2 separate regions of the Mus musculus genome follow, and region 1 is linked to region 2. The links are chromatin contacts, called in public HiChIP or PLAC-seq maps. All regions are on one chromosome and are shown on one strand. The core of a region is the stretch at or near the end of the contact, and the rest is flanking DNA. Distances in the headings are between cores, read along the strand shown. Region 1 overlaps Kansl1 (KAT8 regulatory NSL complex subunit 1). Region 2 overlaps Arf2 (ADP-ribosylation factor 2).

The links. HiChIP or PLAC-seq counts read pairs in DNA pulled down with a chosen protein or histone mark.
Region 1: a contact with region 2 is called in an H3K4me3 HiChIP or PLAC-seq map of bone marrow-derived macrophages, with 8 times the contacts expected there. The contact joins two enhancer-like sites. A contact is called at or near these places in 1 of 115 datasets of contacts at active chromatin or transcription factors (bone marrow-derived macrophages) and 1 of 9 other capture datasets (adipose tissue).

What each region holds. Positions count from the first base shown.
Region 1 is chr11:104,365,350-104,370,549 of GRCm38.p6, reverse strand. It overlaps Kansl1 (KAT8 regulatory NSL complex subunit 1), which reads left to right. Exons shown (of 15, transcript NM_001372459.1): 4 at 1,772-1,870. Among named protein-coding and RNA genes, the nearest start is that of Kansl1, 74 kb to the left of the region's middle. Within about 2 kb of position 3,474, at least 57 of the 459 cell types and tissues checked have an H3K27ac peak or open chromatin away from gene starts, as enhancers often do. A contact at or near this core is called in bone marrow-derived macrophages, where this site is marked.
Region 2 is chr11:103,977,408-103,982,848 of GRCm38.p6, reverse strand. It overlaps Arf2 (ADP-ribosylation factor 2), which reads right to left. Exons shown (of 5, transcript NM_001304574.1): 4 at 1,031-1,155. Among named protein-coding and RNA genes, the nearest start is that of Arf2, 13 kb to the right of the region's middle. Within about 2 kb of position 3,283, at least 53 of the 459 cell types and tissues checked have an H3K27ac peak or open chromatin away from gene starts, as enhancers often do. A contact at or near this core is called in bone marrow-derived macrophages, where this site is marked.

The sequences.
Region 1 (5,200 bases), core at 2,225-4,724, 390 kb before region 2:
TCTCATATATCCCAAATTGTCCTTGAACTGGAACTCCTAATGATTTTGTCACTCCATCCAAGTTCCGACATTAACATCATGTCCAGTTTAGATGGAATATTTTCAGAAACAATGCACAAAAACTCTGCTCTTTACAAAAAGGCTTTACTTTTATGTAAATGACTACACTGTGTTGTCTTCAGACACACCAGAAGAGGGTGTCAAATCCCATTACAGATGGTTGTGAGCCACCATGTGGTTGCTGGGAATTGAACTCAGGACCTCTAGATGAGCAGTCAGTGCTCTTAACCTCTGAGCCATCTCTCCAGCAGGTTTTACTTTTAAATGGTAAGGTTTAGGAGGTCAATTTTATGCTTACTGAATTAAGGAGGAAAACATTGTCAAGATTTTGGTTTTTGAGACAGTTGTATTACGGGCCAGAAAAGTGACCTTGAATCTGTGGCCTTCCTCTATCCTCATCTTCCTCAATGCTGTGATGTTGAGTATGAGGCACCAAATTCAGATTGAGGTTTTTTTTTTTTTTTTTTTAATGGAGAAACTTTAAAGTATGCTACTTTTTATTAAATTTAAAAACTATTGTTTATACATACACTTATGATAATGTTTTCAAATACCTGTTTTTGTGGCTTCATAATGGACTTTTTCATGTACTAGAGATTGAATTTAGAGACCCTCACACTAAGCACAGACTAACTACACCACTGAACTATATCCTTAATGTACTGAGCATGAGATTTTTGAACTAATAAAAATTGTTAGTATCAACGTAGTGTGGAATCCCATTTCTCCAGAGGTAAATGTTTCTCCCATGTGAATTACTGACCTTTCTTTTTCTCTTAGGAGTCTTTACTTTTTATCTAGTGTGTCCCTAGTCCCATTCTAGTATATTCAGATACCTCTATTGCAGGGAGAATACATGGGGACTTTTTTTCCCTTAGGATTCATTCATTCATTCATGTATGTGAGTATACTGTTACTCTCTTCAGATACACCAAAAGCAGGAATTGAACTCAGGACATCTGCAAAAGTTACCAGTGCTCTTAATAGCTGAGACATCTCTCCATCCCAGTTTGGTAATTGTTTATACACATATAACTGAAACCCTCCCATTAATGGTATTAATCTAATAAAGTGGAGTTTATACTGTATCAGTTACAATAAAATATCCTAAAGTGAAAAAAAGTGGATAGAGTGTCCAAATCTGTCTTTCAAATTTACATTTAATAATGAGTGTTTACACCCATGCTGCAGAGAAAACTTGTAGGCAAATAGACAACGCATGGATTCAGCTTTCCCCCTTCACTGTGTATATTATGGGCATAGCAGCAAGCTACTCTACTTCCTGAGCCATCCCTCTGGCTCAGTTTTGAATCCTAACATCTTACTGAAATTGTGCTACACTCCTCAGCTTTTTGTTGAAGCCTTTTGACAGGGTTAGAATCCAGGACCTTGACTGGGTGATGGTGGTCACCTTTAAACCCTCAAGGAGGTGGTAGGGAGAAGCAGGTGGATATCTGAGTTTGAAGACAGCCAGGGCTACACAGAGAAACCCTGTCTTGAAAAACAAAACAAATAAGTGAAAAAGAATCCAGGGCCTTGCCCAGATGAGTACAAGTGCTGTAGTGTTGCTGCTTTTCAGGCTTTTTTTAAGCCATAGAATAAGGGAAAGGCCTCTGGTTAGCAAAACTCTGAGCCCCAACCAATTTGAGATTAATTCTTAAACTTGGTAGTTTATACCACTCACACTGTTTTTCTACTCTTTGTCCTACAGGGGTTGATAGTCCTTGGGGAGGCACCTTTCCCAGATCATACAACAGACTTACTTTCACTTAGTTCTGAGGTGAAGACAGATCATGGGAGAGATAAATTGGTAAGTATAAAAGATAGAAAAGGGGGAAAGAAAAAAGATAGCTCTTAATAGGTCAAGAAACTGCAGCCACATAAAAAGTTACAGAGTAGTGGTTGAATCAGGGCACATAGGTGTAACACACTCATACAGTTTTAGTAGGATAACTTTTCTGGACCAATATAATGGGTGGGGGGACAGGCTCTTAAACAAGTTGAAGCAAAGGGACAGCCACATTTTACATAAGACAAAGAGAGAGAGAATAAAGTTGTGAGACAGAGGGCTTGTCTGTTATGTGCAAAGCTCTGGTTCAATTCTTAGCACTGCATAAGCCAGGTGTGGTGTAGTGCTCACCTGTAATCCTAGAGCTTAGGAGGAGTATCCGAATATTGGTCATGGTTTGCTACCTAGTAAGCTTGAATCAAGGTTAGAAAATATGGAGCCCTGTCTCAAATATATAAAAACAAAATCAAAACATTAAAAGTTGAATTAGGAGTACTTAGTCCTCAGTGGGACATCATCTGTGTTGCACCCCACCCCAAAGGCTCAGAAAAACAGACTCTTAGGGAAGAAAGGTATAAAGGTTATAAGAGCCAGAGATGGTGGGTAGCAACTAGGAAACCAGTCTTCCAATCACAGCAGGGCAGCTGCACTTGTAAACTTAAAATGGTTATGACAGCATACACAAGATGTGTACAAACTCTACCCAGACAAAAATACCATCATAGAAGGGGAAGTTGTACAGAGAAACCCTGTCTCGAAAAAAAAATCCAAACCAAAAAAAAAAAAAAGAAGAAGGGGAAGTTGTGCACAAAATCCTACCCCTAATACCCCAGGAGCTTCTGCCGACTAATAGCCGAGAGGGGTTTGTTTTTTCCAGTGGAAGGCCACATGTACAAGAATATATAGGCAGCACAATTAGACTTTGGGGGGGAAGGGTTTTGAGACATGATCTATCTTATATAGTCCTGGCTATCCTAGAACTCGCTATGTAATCCATGATGGCCTTTAACACAGAGAGATCCTCCCTACTTGTGCCTCCCAGGGTGCTTGGATTAAAGGCATGCATCAGAAGGCATGACCAGGCCTTTTTTTTTTTTTTTTTTTAAATAGGGACACAAAGTTAGATGAGGCGGGTAGGGAGGAGATGAAATGAGTGAGTGTGTGTGTAAGTATCAAAACATATTGTACAAAAAATTCTCAACAAATAAAAAAACCAAAGGGAAAATTTTTGGATCAGAGATTTTTACCATAGAAATACCATAAATGCTTTTATGAATGATTTTTATTTCATAATGAGAATAAAAGTATCTTAATAATCTTCGATTTATACTTCTAGCTCAGATCTTTTCTTTATCTTTTTTCCTTTCTTTGCACAATTTCATTCTGGAGTACTCATTTTTCTCAATTTTTCCTTTAAAAAATACTGGCTTTTTTTTTTTTTTTTTTTTTTTTTGGCTATGCTTCCAGCACTCAAGGGAGAAGCAGGCAGAACTCTGATGCTGAGCTAGAGCTATTCAAAGAAGCTCTTTCAAAAAACCAGAGAGAGAAAGACATAAAGCTGAGTGTGTCATAGCACATGCCTGTAATAACATCACATGCTAAGTTGCAGCAGCAGATCAGGAGTTCAGCATCAGTCTGACTAGATAGTCAATCTAGCCAGAGAGCTTGCTCTGGGGCTCCCTTGCCTCTGCTCCCCTAGCTCTGGGATTATAGGACTGCCACTCTAGCCCATGATTTATGTAAGCACTGGGGATCTAAACTAAAGTCTTCATTCTTGCCTGACAAGTGTTTTACACACTGAACCTACTATGTGCACAGCTCTTGATTTGGTTACTCATTCCAGGATTACCATTAATCTTATTTTATATAGGTTTAGATTCAGTTGATTGAATTACCTCGTTATGGCATTGGGAACTCCCTCAGATTGGCTCCTGTGGCATTTTTACTTGTTTACTTATTTATCTTAGTTTTTGTTTTGTTTTATTTTGAGGTAGTGGTAGTTGGTTTGCCTATTTCTTTGGTAGAGTTTTGTTTTGTTTTGATATGAAGTCTCTCTCTACACTGCACTGGCTATTTTAGAACTAACTGTGTAGATGGGCTGGCCTTTGGAAAACAGTGTCGAGAGACCAAGATCTGGGGCCACGTGCACTGGTTATAGTCATTGCTGACTGGATTATGGTTATAAGATTTTCCAATAGGCACTCAGGAGGCAAAGGCAGGCGGATTTCTGAGTTCGAGGACAGCCAGGGCTACACAGAGAAACCCTGTCTCGAAGCCCCACCCCCACCCACCCACCCCCGGAAAAAAAAAAAAAGGATTTCCCAATAGATGTAGCCAGGAAACCCAACTGCTGTTGTTCATACATCTTTACTACATCTATTTTTATTTTATTGTTTGCTCATTTGTATGTTTTAAAAATTATGAGTTGGAACAACCAAGCAATACTAGAAAAGGCTTTGGAAAAATGAAGAGTTTGAGACTAGGACCTAGAGAGAGATAGCTCAGTTGTTAAGAGCACGTGTTGGGCTTGCAGAAGACTTTCATTCAGTTCTCAGCACCCACATCATGAGTCACACATAAACACATGCAGGCAAAATACTCATACACATAAAATAGTCTAAAGATGAAAAACAGTAAGATTAACAGATGATCATAATAGTTTTCACTTTGTTGTTGATAGTTACCTGTCTGTTTTTGTTTGATACTTGGTATTGCTTTCCAAAGCTGACCTCCAGCTCAAAGGAGTCCTCCTAACTCTACCTTCTGAGTGCTGTAGCTAGAAAGATGTGTGCCACCACATTTAGCTGTAATTATGTATTCAATGGAATACCTATGAAAAGAGAGTTTTATGATTACCAGATCATATGAGAAACAAATTTACTAACCTAGAATACAATGTTCATGTACAGAATAGAATGTTAATGCTATTGTATAGTCTAAACTGCTTTCTGAAATTTTAGGGTCCCCCCCCCCTTGTGGGTTTGTTGGTTTGCCTATTTCTTTGGTGGGGTTTTGTTTTGTTTTGATACAAAGTCTCTTTACACTGCATTGGCTGTTTTAGAACTCACTGTGTAGATAGGCTGGCCTAGAACTCTCAAAGATCTGCCTGCCTCTGTCTCATAGTACTGGGATTAAAGGCATGTGCCACCATACATTGCCTTCCTTATGTCCTTTTTGGTAGTTGATGTTTTTTTGTGATAGAGTTGTGTTTGTTTTTAAATATTGTATTCCACTTACCAAATCACCCACAAAATGGTTGAGGGGTCTTTTGGGGAATCTAGGGGTTAGGAGACAATAATAAGCTCTAAAAGATAGACTCAATTTTTCTCTTTCTTTTTAGCTGCTTTCCCA
Region 2 (5,441 bases), core at 2,034-4,533:
ACAAAGTCTTGTCTCTGGAAAGAGATTCAAGAAATCTGACTTTTACCTGACAATCAAAGCTAAAGGAATAGAAGGTAGCATTCAGAATGTAACACTGGCTTTCTTTAATGAAATATTGGTTTTTGGACAGCCTGGGTAAGTCACAGTGTGAGAAAGCTGCCCCATTCCCAGCCACACAGCCCCAAGGGCTCTTCACACGCTCATATGCACACAGGAAAAATGTTTCAATTGACATTCTAAACTTTGGCTTGTTCTGCTTTTATCATTAAAAACAAAGCCATGATTTTCTTCCTTAAAGCATGTTCTGTCCAGTGAACCTGCCGGGGACCCTATCAGCACCACATAGTAACAGGGGAGTTAGTCAGGTCCTGCTTGTGGAGAGGAAGTGACATGAAAACTGCCTTCAGCAAGTCTGAAGTGACAAGACTGGTGGCAGCACTGTCGTTACTGTGCAATCTCAGCTGCATACAGGATGGAGGAAGGAGACACAGCCGGTGAACAGAGGTCACCTCCAGAGCCCCACTCCAGCCTCTCTTTGGCTTGGTGCAGCTGCCCCCACATTCATGGCCCTTCCTTCCTAGATGAGCTTCTTCCTCCCCAACAACAAGCCCCCCCACCCCCCAGGGGATCCAATCTTCCCTGTGTCCGCCCCTCATTCTGCTTCTTGAACCTGTAGCTCCTTCCCTCCTGGCCCAGACGAGCACTTCCCACGGCTGCTCTGCACTCCCTTCCTCCACACACTTAGCACCAGACAGACTAAGTAGTCTTAATTCACTGCCTCTCCTCCCACTACAAAGCAAACACAAACGCAGGGACTTTTGTGTCTTGTTCATTGCTAAGTACGCAATCAATACCTGCAGCAAAGCCTGGAACTTAGCAGATGCTCCATCAGTATTTATGGAGTGGTATATGACATTCTAAAAAGGAGATGGAGGAGGAGGCAGACATCTAATTTAGGTATCTTATATTTAAGTGTGCCATCTGGCAGTAGACTTCAGTCTCAGTGTTCAGAAAGCCAACAAGTGCATACCTGTTTGTTTACAAACACCAACAAGACTGCATCTCTGAGCTCATCTTCTGCTAGCATTCTGGTCAATTCTTCCCGGGCCTCATTGACCCGCTCTCGGTCATTACTGTCAACCACGAAAATCAGACCTGAAAAGAAATCCCAAGCATATTAGCACAAGGCCCTGGAGAGAGCAGCTCTTTATATATCCACACAGCTGCTCCCTGCTCACAGTGAGGCTGCACTGAGGCAAAAACAAGAAGATGGTGCAGGCTTATAACCCCAACACTCCAGAGGCTGAGGCAGAAGTATCACCTACAAGTTCAAAGTCAGGCTGAGCTATTAATACATTGTGAGACTCTGTTTCCTTTTTTTTTCCTTTTCTTTTTTCCCATCATTCTTTTTAGAAAGTCTATATAATCTCCAACCTAGGAAGCTTACTGTACACTCATCCCACCTATCTTGTTCAGAAGGATTACAGCCCTTCACCAGATTAACCAGAAAGAACAAAGAAAAGTTAGGATTAGTGATTAGTCACTACATTTCCATCTCAGAGGGGAAAGGGATTTTGGAAGAACACGGTGTATACAGTGACAGTGTTTAAGGATGATCCCTAAAACAGAGAGTGACCTGAAGGCTAGGAGTGGGTCTGCTGCCTTGGAAGTGGTCCCAGGAAAGCAGGTAGAAGGGCTTGAGGGAGGAAGCCTGAAGGAAAGACAGGCAACACAAAAATGAACAGTCAAGGTGGCAGCTCCCAGGCAAACAGTGCTGGATGCTACTGGACATTCCAAGTCATATGAAAGCTGTTTGTCCCCATGAGACAAAAAGGGAAATTGTTTGTCCTTCCATACATACCCAAGGCACCTGAAAGTTATAAAACCCTCAACATTTTTAGGTCACATTTGTGAGGATGTCAAGAGTCTATGGACACCCACAGTAAAGACTTTGGTTGTCCTTTTGTCAACAGAACTTTCAATGGGAGGGGAGTCTTTGATGGTGGGGAGCCCACCAGCTAGTTTATACTAATAAGACTGCCTCTGGGGAAGGAGGGAGGCTGGGGTTTAACTCACATGGTCAAACAATTCACTCCATGTGCCTCTATAATGAAGTCCCAATAAAACAATGCTTCGAGGAGCTCACACAGGCCTCCCTGGGGGCAGCACTGTTCACTATCTCACATTCATGTGCTAGCAGAAAAGGGTTGCTCCCTGAATTCTGGAACAGTGGACAATAGAAGCTGTGGCTGGCAGGCACCCTCTAGGGTCTTTCCTGTTCACTGCTGCATGTATGTCCTTTGCTGTAATAAAACTGTGATTTCAAGTAGAGTCTATCCTGAGTCTGTGCTTCATCCTCACAAGCTAGTAAACCAGCTAGTGGAGTGAAAGCTGCCGAATTATAACCACCCAGCAGGAAGTAAGGGTGGCTGGGGGACCCCACCCCGCTATAGCTGAGGACAAAAGTCATTGTGTCCTTCAAAATAAGAGTCTAAACTGTGCAAGGCAGCCCAGCTCAGAGTAGTGGGTGTCAGCCTTGCAGCTTCCACTGTATCAGCAGAGAAATCTCAGGAGGTCAAAAAGCCAGAGCAGGCTGAAGGAAGCACCACATTACAACTAAAGGAAGGGCTAAAACCTGTATAGACTTGCCTTATTGGTGGAGGAAGCAGTAAAGCAGGAAGAATCTACAGGGGTGGGCAGCGACTCAGTCAGTATTCCACAATGACAATAACAATAACAAGTTGATGTTTGGGTAAAAGCAAGGCCTTTGAGACAAAAATGTGACCCAGTTATCCAAAGAACTTCCTGGATCCTAGGTTGAACAACCAGTAGTGACAGCTACTCTATTTCTGGGATGTGAATGGAAACAAGCAGATTCTTCTGGACCTCAATCGGATCGTGGTGGGAATACTACAGGGCTGGACCCTAACACTCTTAAATTGTAGGCACTCTGGAGGTCTCAAAGTGTCAGCAGATTATCAGACGCCAGGTCAAGTGATTCAAATGGGGAAACTGCCTGGAAGAAAACACTTGGTCAGAGACTGATGGGTCTCTGCAGATATTAGAAGGGCCATCGACGGGGTCAAGGTACCTTCAAGAGCTCCATGAGGAAACAAGGCAGCAGAAAAACCCCACAGGAAGTCCACAGGACAGGACAGAGGCAGAGGGACTGAAGATACAGTAAGCTGCTGAGAGAACTGCGCTTGTGCCCAGCTCAGGGCACTTTTCATGGGGAGACTGCAGGAGGAGAGACTCTAGTAGAGAAGGAAGTAGGGTCAGATGACAGAGATTTCACAACTGTCCAAGGGAGAAAACTGGGCCTAGTCCTCTGCCCGTGCCTCTGTGTGTCCCAGGCCCTCCAGGCAGTCTACCCAGCAGACAAGAGCTCTCAAGGCTTCTGACATGCTTAGAATTTTCATGTAAGTCAAGGCTGTGTCTGATATATCACATCAGATTAAAAAGGGAAAATTCAAGTCCCTACCCACACAGGATTGGTATGCTACCTGAAGTTCTGGATTCCAATTCTGACTAAGTAGACCACTGATGTGGAAATTCAAGCAGAGCCTTAGCTGCCAATGCGAAACCCACAGAGCACAAGTGACTGTTCTCACTTTGCTAACACACGAAAAACGCCATGTCCTCTACTGTATACTCCCAAAAAGGTGACGCTGTTCGTGTGAATGAGACCCAAGCGGCCATGGGTGGGGTCCTCTGAGATCAAGAGCCAAACCAGGTGCTTTAAAATAGAGTATTTTAAATAAAATATTTTTCCTTAAGAATAAAATAGGGGGCTGGAGAAATGGCTCAATGGTTAAGAGCACCGGCTGTTCTTCCATAGGACCTGGGTTCAATTCCCAGCACCCACATGGAGGCTCACAACTGTCTGTAACTCTAGTTTTAAGGGATCTGACATCCTCATACAGACATATAAGTAGCCAAAACATCAATGCTAATAAAAAAATACATAAATCTTTAAAAAAATAAAAATAAAATAGAAGCTGTGTGTGGTGACACATGCCTTTAATCTCAGCACTCAAGAGACAGAGGCAGGTGGATCTCTGTTAGTTCGAGGTCAGCCTGGTCTACAAAGTGAGTACAGGACAGCCAGGGCTACACAGAGAAACTCTGTCTTGGAAAAAAAATAATAAATTAAATTTTATAGTAGGTCCTACTTTGTACTATTTTAATGCAGGTCTTTATCTAGGAAACCACCATCAGAATGACTACACTTACAAGAGAAAAGGCACACTGATACATGAGGAGTTTGTAGAGGAGCCATATATAGCTGGAGGACCATGAATTCCAGGCAAGCCTCACCTACATATCAAGAAGAGCACTTGCTTAGCATATGGAAGGGCCTAGGTTTGATCTCAGCCTTGCCCCTCACCCTGCAAGTAAGGGAAATATATGTATTATATTATATTATTTTATATGTATTATATCATGGAATATATCTTATGTATTATATTGTGATATATTGTATTATGCATATGTATAATGTATATATGTACTATATTATAAACAATTATATTTATCATATTAGCTACACTTGTAGAAAAAAGTATGTGTAAACAAAAGAAATAAATATGGTTGTGTGGGGGAGGTAAACTGAGAAATAAACCTGTTCTCTTTGTATCCCTTTCTCTTCTCTTTTCTTTTGAGAGATAAACTGCCACTCAGTAATTAAATGGATGGTGGTGGTGCACGCCTTAGTCCTAGCACTTGGGAGGCAAAGGCAGGTGTATTCCTGAGTTCAAGGCCAACCTAGTCTACAGATTTAGAGTTCCAGGACAGCCAGAGCTACACAAAAAGACCCTGTTTCAAACTGCCACCCTCCCACCAAAACTGAGCCCACAAATCAAAGAGAAAAATCCATGTCAGAACTAAAGAGCCATTTTATGTACTCTAGAGTTATCAGTTAGGAAATCAGAGAGTCTAGATTCTAGTCTAACAGGTAAGCCAGCATGGGGCTGACCTCCAGCACACTGGCAAAGCATTCTAGCCCCGAGCTCTGAGTTACATCCTCGGGGTAGAAAAAAAAAAAATTTTTTTTTAAAAACATCTTGCAAAGTTGACGAGGCTGGTCTTGAATTTATTCAGCAGCCCTGGCAGACTTTGAACTTGTGATTCTCCCTTGGCATTCTGAGTACTTCAGGCCTGTAGCACCAGGCCCAGCTTTTAATGTCTTAATGGAGAATTACAGACATTCATTAAGGTCTGTCATACTCAACAGACTGATGAAAAAAAATTAAATTAAAAGACAACCTGACAACAATACAGAGGCAGCATCCAAGACTCCTTGCAGATGAGAGAGACACTGGCCAGCCAGAGAGTGCCAGTCCACTGTTCACACAGCTTCCACTCGCTATTTCATAAAGAACCCAAACTACCACCCCTCAGTCTCAGAACACAGCTACTTTCTGCCATCAAAGCAACAGTTA